Regions from separate parts of the Sus scrofa genome. Here region 1 is linked to region 2. A link is a contact called in public Hi-C data. All regions are on one chromosome and are shown on one strand. The core of a region is the stretch at or near the end of the contact, and the rest is flanking DNA. Distances in the headings are between cores, read along the strand shown. Region 1 has its middle 180 kb from the start of MAP2K6. Region 2 has its middle 180 kb from the start of KCNJ16.

Region 1 (2,867 bases), core at 61-2,560, 120 kb after region 2:
GTTAAAACAAGAGTTTACGAATAGATGCATGAGTTCAGTGGGGGAGAGGTGATGATGAAAGACAGGTCAAGGGAAATTGTGTACTTTTTCAGGCAAAGAAATTCTCTTCAATGGGCTCCCTTTTGCGGAGGGGGGCGTGGGTGGGGGGGGGCCCTGAGCAGAAGTAGAAATATTAACCTGAGCCAAAGCTACTTGCTTTGGTATAAAGATTCCAGCAGCTCTGAGACCAATGAAAAAAAAATTAAAGCTTATGACCCCTCTGCCAGCCTGTAGGCCTGTTTCCACTCAGGGATTAATTAGGATAAGCATTTTACCAGACAATATGTCCCGGGAAAAAAAAAAAAAGAAAAGAAAAAGAAAAAGTAAGAAAGAAAAATCAACAGCACACTCCGATTTTTCTTGTGCAAAAAAAAACCTTCCCAATTACAAAAGTATGGACACTATGCCCTGTATCTTTCCTGACAGTTGGAAATATTAACAAAAAAGCATATTCTTGATGACTGTGTCATTTTACCATGGCTGTGTTATTGCCAAGAAATGGAACTTTTTAAATGTACATCTAAATGTGATTTGATATTTCTACCTATAAAACACTTTGTAGACATATTCACAAGACAGAAAATGTTACCGGATTTATAAGATTAAAATCTCCTGTGCTAAGTGTCTCTGTAGAAGATGATGCGGCCAGCTGATGTGACTAGAAAATGAGAAAAGAATCTCCTTTTGGTAAACCTGCCTCCCTGACATGGCCCGTTTTTTTTGTTCTCTTCCATTCCACCGGGCTCCGAAGGCTCCTTCGACATTGCTGAGTTCTCAGCTATAATTTTGGTCTTTCCACCAAAGCAGTTTTATTTCCTGACAGGCACTACAGCTTGTGAAAGCCAGTGCTATTGGGAATATTCCACATGCACAGGTTATGTGGCTGGTGGAAAATAGGCATTAATGGAAAAGGGACCCAAACCAAGTTCTCTTCCGATGACTATTTCAGATCTCCTGGGTTTCCTGTGCAACTCCTGGTCAGTGCTGATGGCAAAACCAAAAGCACCAAACAGAGTATCAGAATCGCAAAGGACCAGGAGGAGTCTATTTAGAAAGTAAATAAATACACGTTGTGCTTTCAGTGCCTTCTTTCTAAGTCAGAAGGGACGGTTAACGTGCAGGAGTGGTAACATTGCATAGGGAAAGAGCAAGGCTGGGCCATTTCTCTATTTCTCATTTGTTTCAAATCAGGCTCCCCACATCTCATACCAGACTCCTTGGAAAGGTTTCACAGCTGGGTCCCTAGGACACAGGGCATGTTCTGACATGTAGAAAAGCATCTCTTGCAGCCTGTGGCAGCCAGCGCCACCTAGCTTCAACATCTCCTCAACTCAACAAATTCAGCTCCTTTGATAAATGAGTCTTCCAGGAGGCCTGGATCTAAGTCTCACAGATTTCGAATGATGGAAACTGGGACAGAAGTTGGAGCAGCCAAACTGCTCCCAAGAGCTGTCAGGTGGAAAAACCTGTCTCTAAGTCTGTGGAACTTGAAGTAGGATTTACACGGCTTCTCAAGGCATTGACTGGTCCGAGCCTACCTGTCTTTCATTGGACAAATCTTTGTGTGCCAAGCTGTTAGCAAACATGCACAGAGACCTAGCTCCTGAATTCTAGTTATTATGCCCTGAATTAGGGAGCATCTCTAAGAAGAGAGTCTTCGCTAAGCTCACCTCCAGGGAATGCTTTCTTCGATCTAGTGGAAAACTGATTTTTAAATGTCAGAAAGTCTAGGGAAATGGCACAAGGCACTCCGCCCTATTTCAGAGTGTACTTAACCTTTCTGATGTCAACTCGGCCAGGAGGCTGTGATTCCCCTCTTCTTGCACGATAACAAAGACCTTCTGCCTTCGTAATGGCAAAGTAGCGAGATATGAGAAACAGAGGGACACAGAATGAAGGACCAGGCTGGGTCTGGACTGTTGAAACCAACTGTTCGGGAATCATGACTGGATCTGCCTTTGAATCCATGGATATTTTGAACATGTAAATGAAATCAGCACAGAGAGAAACAGAGCAAGCGGGCAAAGAAGCTACTTGGATTTTCTGGAAAGCGCTTTTTTTCATTTTGTTTAGGAGGCCAGGATAATATGATTACCAATCATTAGTTCAATGAGGGGATTCTTCAGACAGTATTGATGATGATAATGAAGAAGAAGGTGAAAATTATGAAGATGATTATGGCGATGATAACAATAAAGAAATTGGAAGGTTTTCAACGCTTCCTGTAAGACCTTAATAAAACAGACGCCCTGCTGCCTCTGTAGACATAGACCTTTAAAGAAACACCTAGAATTGCCACAGTTCCCAGTGGTTAGCAATTGAAGAAGACTGAAAGAGCTCATATAAGCTTTAAAGCTCTCTTGCTTCCAATGAGAAAGCAGCTTAAACCCATGCAAATTCACGCATGTAACCTTGGCAGGTAAAACTCCATCATTCTGTGGACTGAGGGAGAACTCCCCCTCCAAAAGCTTTGATTAAAAATAGAAACTCGAGTTACAAAGAAAAGACAACTGGGGTCTAGCAACAAGTTCAAGTTCTAGGCAGTCATTCCGTGCTGATAAGAGAAGTAAGGATAAAGGCCAAATGCAAACCCCATGGAATTTCTTTGAATTGAGTTTGTCATCCTTGGAATACACATGATAACGGACACAAAGATCTCAGGTGGTGGTGTGTTTTGGGTTCTTCTCAAATGAGGAAGGCCAGCGGGTTTCACACCGGCATTCACTGACAGTAAAATATAATGAAAAGATGTGTTTGTAATAATGGAGAGCACCTTCGCAACGCCCATTAATAGAACGAGCTGTATTTCTTAAGACTTCAACTGGGCA
Region 2 (2,909 bases), core at 94-2,593:
TGCCTGCATTCCTGGCCATTTTCTAATGATTTATGCAGCTGCTCAATGAATAAGACAAACACACTTGAGAAAGAAAATGTTACAAATTAAGCAAAAAAAGAAGTCTAGAGGTGGTGATAGAAGCATTTCTGAGATCCTGTTCACTTTTTTCAACTTGTTGTTGTTGTCGGACTTAGTTATAGCACCAGCTTACTCCACTTGATTAAGAGGGTAACATGTGAAGCCATCAGATGAAAATCAGCCTCACAGGGATGAACGAGAATATTCAAAATGATATCCTGATTTTTTTTAAAGCAAAACACATTGCAGAATACAAAATAAGTCTAAGAAAGTAATAGCCATTACTCCCACTCAGTCACTCAGCACTATTGAAACGGACAGTGAAATTTCACTGGGAAAAAATTGCAATCATTTTCTGTACTTGTTTCTGTTATTAGCTACCTAGGCAGTAGGTTATTAAACAAAGAATTGCAGAATTGCTGATAAGCTTCTTGGGCCAGGTCCTATGTGGGTAGCTGCTTTCGAGTTTAAATGTGTTATGCTTTCTGCTGAAGTTGGTAGAAAAAATTGAAGCTCCTCTCCAGGGTCCAAAAAAAAAAAAAAAAAGACTAGTAGAGAGGTGAACAACGAAGAAAAATACGTTTGAACTCCATGAGACTTGGACTCAGGTTACTAACACCACCGATTCCTAATTGGATGACCTTGGCTCTCTTGCCTCTCACTTTCTCCACTACCAAATGGGACGTAATGTCACCAACATCACAGGACAGCTATCCATGCGGTAATAACCATGAGTTCCCTCGAACTGGACCCCTCAGAGAATCACAAGAAATGGTATAACCATCTCCCACTTGTTATTTTTGTAGCATGCATGGGTATGATGCAGCCACCGTGGAATGAGAGTGAAGAAAGTATTTGAGCTAGATTGTATATAGTACTGTGTCATTCTGTAAAGAAGGAGAGAGTTGAAAGTGGTTAAAAGCAATAGTCTGGAACTAAAAATGGAAAGATTGGGCAAGATATTAAAAACAAACCAACCACAACAACCTCCCAAGTCGTAACAAGAATTGGGCAACAGAAGGGTGGCCTGAGTCACCGTCAAGGAAAGGATTCAACGGATAGGTTAGAAAGTGGATGAAACCACACTGGAATGACTACAGATGAAGACAGCTTGAGGTTGATGATATGAAATGGTTTTTCCAATCTCAATCTAGTTTATTTTTATCTTCCTCATGAAATGTAAAATAATTCACATGACAATTTGATTGAGACCTTATGGGTACCGTTTCCATTGTGCAAGACAGGAATATTTAGGGCAGAAGACTTTTGCCAAATGGTAACAGAAGATGGCCAGCGTGAGCCAGAGTCCAGTAGAGGGTTGAGCAAGAGTGGAGTGAATTGGGGTAGAGGAGGCCGCCCGTGTGGACGATCCAAATCAATGTTTTATTGTCATCATTAGAATCTCCTCTTGTTTGTGTCACTCACATGCTTAATGAGGGAGGAAGTCATAAAAGCCTGAGTCAGGACCTTTGACCAATGCCCACAGTCTGTAATGTGAAGCTGCCATTCAGGGAGTGTCTGCACACGTCTAAACAAAACCCTAAGCAGTTCTGAGAGGCTCTAAAAGCTTCAGTTTCTATAGCAGTGCCTGAAATCTACAGGAAATTACAAAGTTTATATCTTTGGCTCACAAGTCACTAGTTGTGTGTCCTTCAGAGTTTACTACGTGGTATCTCCAGTAATCTAAATGAGATCTTAAAAATCTCTAAAAACTCTAAAGGCCAGTGTAGCCCTAGTTTTAGACAATCTGTTCCTAATTTTGCTTTGCCTTTGGAGGACTATTAAGAATTTTATAAAAGGACTGCCATTTCCATGCTGGCTGGCTCAGGCAGTTTAAGTTTCAAATGTATGGTAGAGAGTGAGAATAATTAGAGTTATGAAAAAATCAGTCCCTCCCATCAATTCCCAGGTACAGGCTGTACCACTGTCGGGCAATTTCAAAATCTCATTTGTGCATCTGTGTTTGTTTAATGTTTGAGTGTGTTTGGATGTGCTTTTACAAATGGCTATCTATAAATCTCCATCCATTAGGTAGACTGGGACTTTCATAAGGGAATCCAAAGAACTAATGAAAAGAACATTCTGGTAACAATTCTCTGTTTATAGAGAGGATTTTTTTTCCCCCAAAGAGCTCAAAGTTCTTTTCATTAAAATATTAGCGCATGTCTATGAGGTAGGTAGTAGGTTGGAATCAGTAGCTGTATATTTTACAGATGAGCAGCTAAGACTCCAGCCAGCATGACAGTCCTTAGGGGACAGAATCAGAAACCACCAAGCCAACTCAGCTGATGTGCTCTCTATACCATCACTGAGAAGTGCACATGCCAAATAAAATCTGGTTTTAGATCAACTGGAGAGGAATGAATGTTCAGTAAACCTGTAAAATATATTTGCAATGTTTTTCTATAAAGTGCCCTCTCCAGATATATAGCTCCTCAATGATATTTTAATAATAACATCAAGGAGTCAACATTTTCCTCTCAAAAGCAGAGAGATATCTTTGTATGTAGTAGGGAGCTAAGACCTGGGGAATAAATCACAAACATGTGGGAACACCAACAAAATCCTCAAATTTGCCTTCTTGAGGAAGATGGTTGGTTAGTAAGACACATTTTATAAAATACATGTGGTCATTCTCACCATAGGTATATAAATGCATGTGTGTACATATCCTTAAATATAAGAAAAAAAATGACTTCAAGTAGGAAAGACTTTTGTTCGACACAGAAAAATTATTTGGCTACCAGAATGAAAAAATTTCTAAAATAACTACTAAGAAAGATTATAGGCAGACCCGCACCCAAATATTTGCAGGGCTTGGAACAATAATGCAAGTGGGCTTGCTTTTA

What was found. Hi-C and Micro-C count contacts between places; a contact is called where the count stands out from the background.
Region 1: a contact with region 2 is called in a Hi-C map of embryonic fibroblasts, with 2.3 times the contacts expected there. The contact joins two enhancer-like sites. A contact is called at or near these places in 3 of 47 Hi-C or Micro-C datasets (embryonic fibroblasts, fibroblasts and heart right ventricle).

Annotation. Positions count from the first base shown.
Region 1 is chr12:10,834,266-10,837,132 of Sscrofa11.1, forward strand. No RefSeq gene overlaps it. Among named protein-coding and RNA genes, the nearest start is that of MAP2K6, 180 kb to the right of the region's middle. Within about 2 kb of position 1,311, at least 5 of the 83 cell types and tissues checked have an H3K27ac peak or open chromatin away from gene starts, as enhancers often do. A contact at or near this core is called in embryonic fibroblasts, where this site is marked.
Region 2 is chr12:10,718,203-10,721,111 of Sscrofa11.1, forward strand. No RefSeq gene overlaps it. Among named protein-coding and RNA genes, the nearest start is that of KCNJ16, 180 kb to the left of the region's middle. Within about 2 kb of position 1,344, at least 7 of the 83 cell types and tissues checked have an H3K27ac peak or open chromatin away from gene starts, as enhancers often do. A contact at or near this core is called in embryonic fibroblasts, where this site is marked.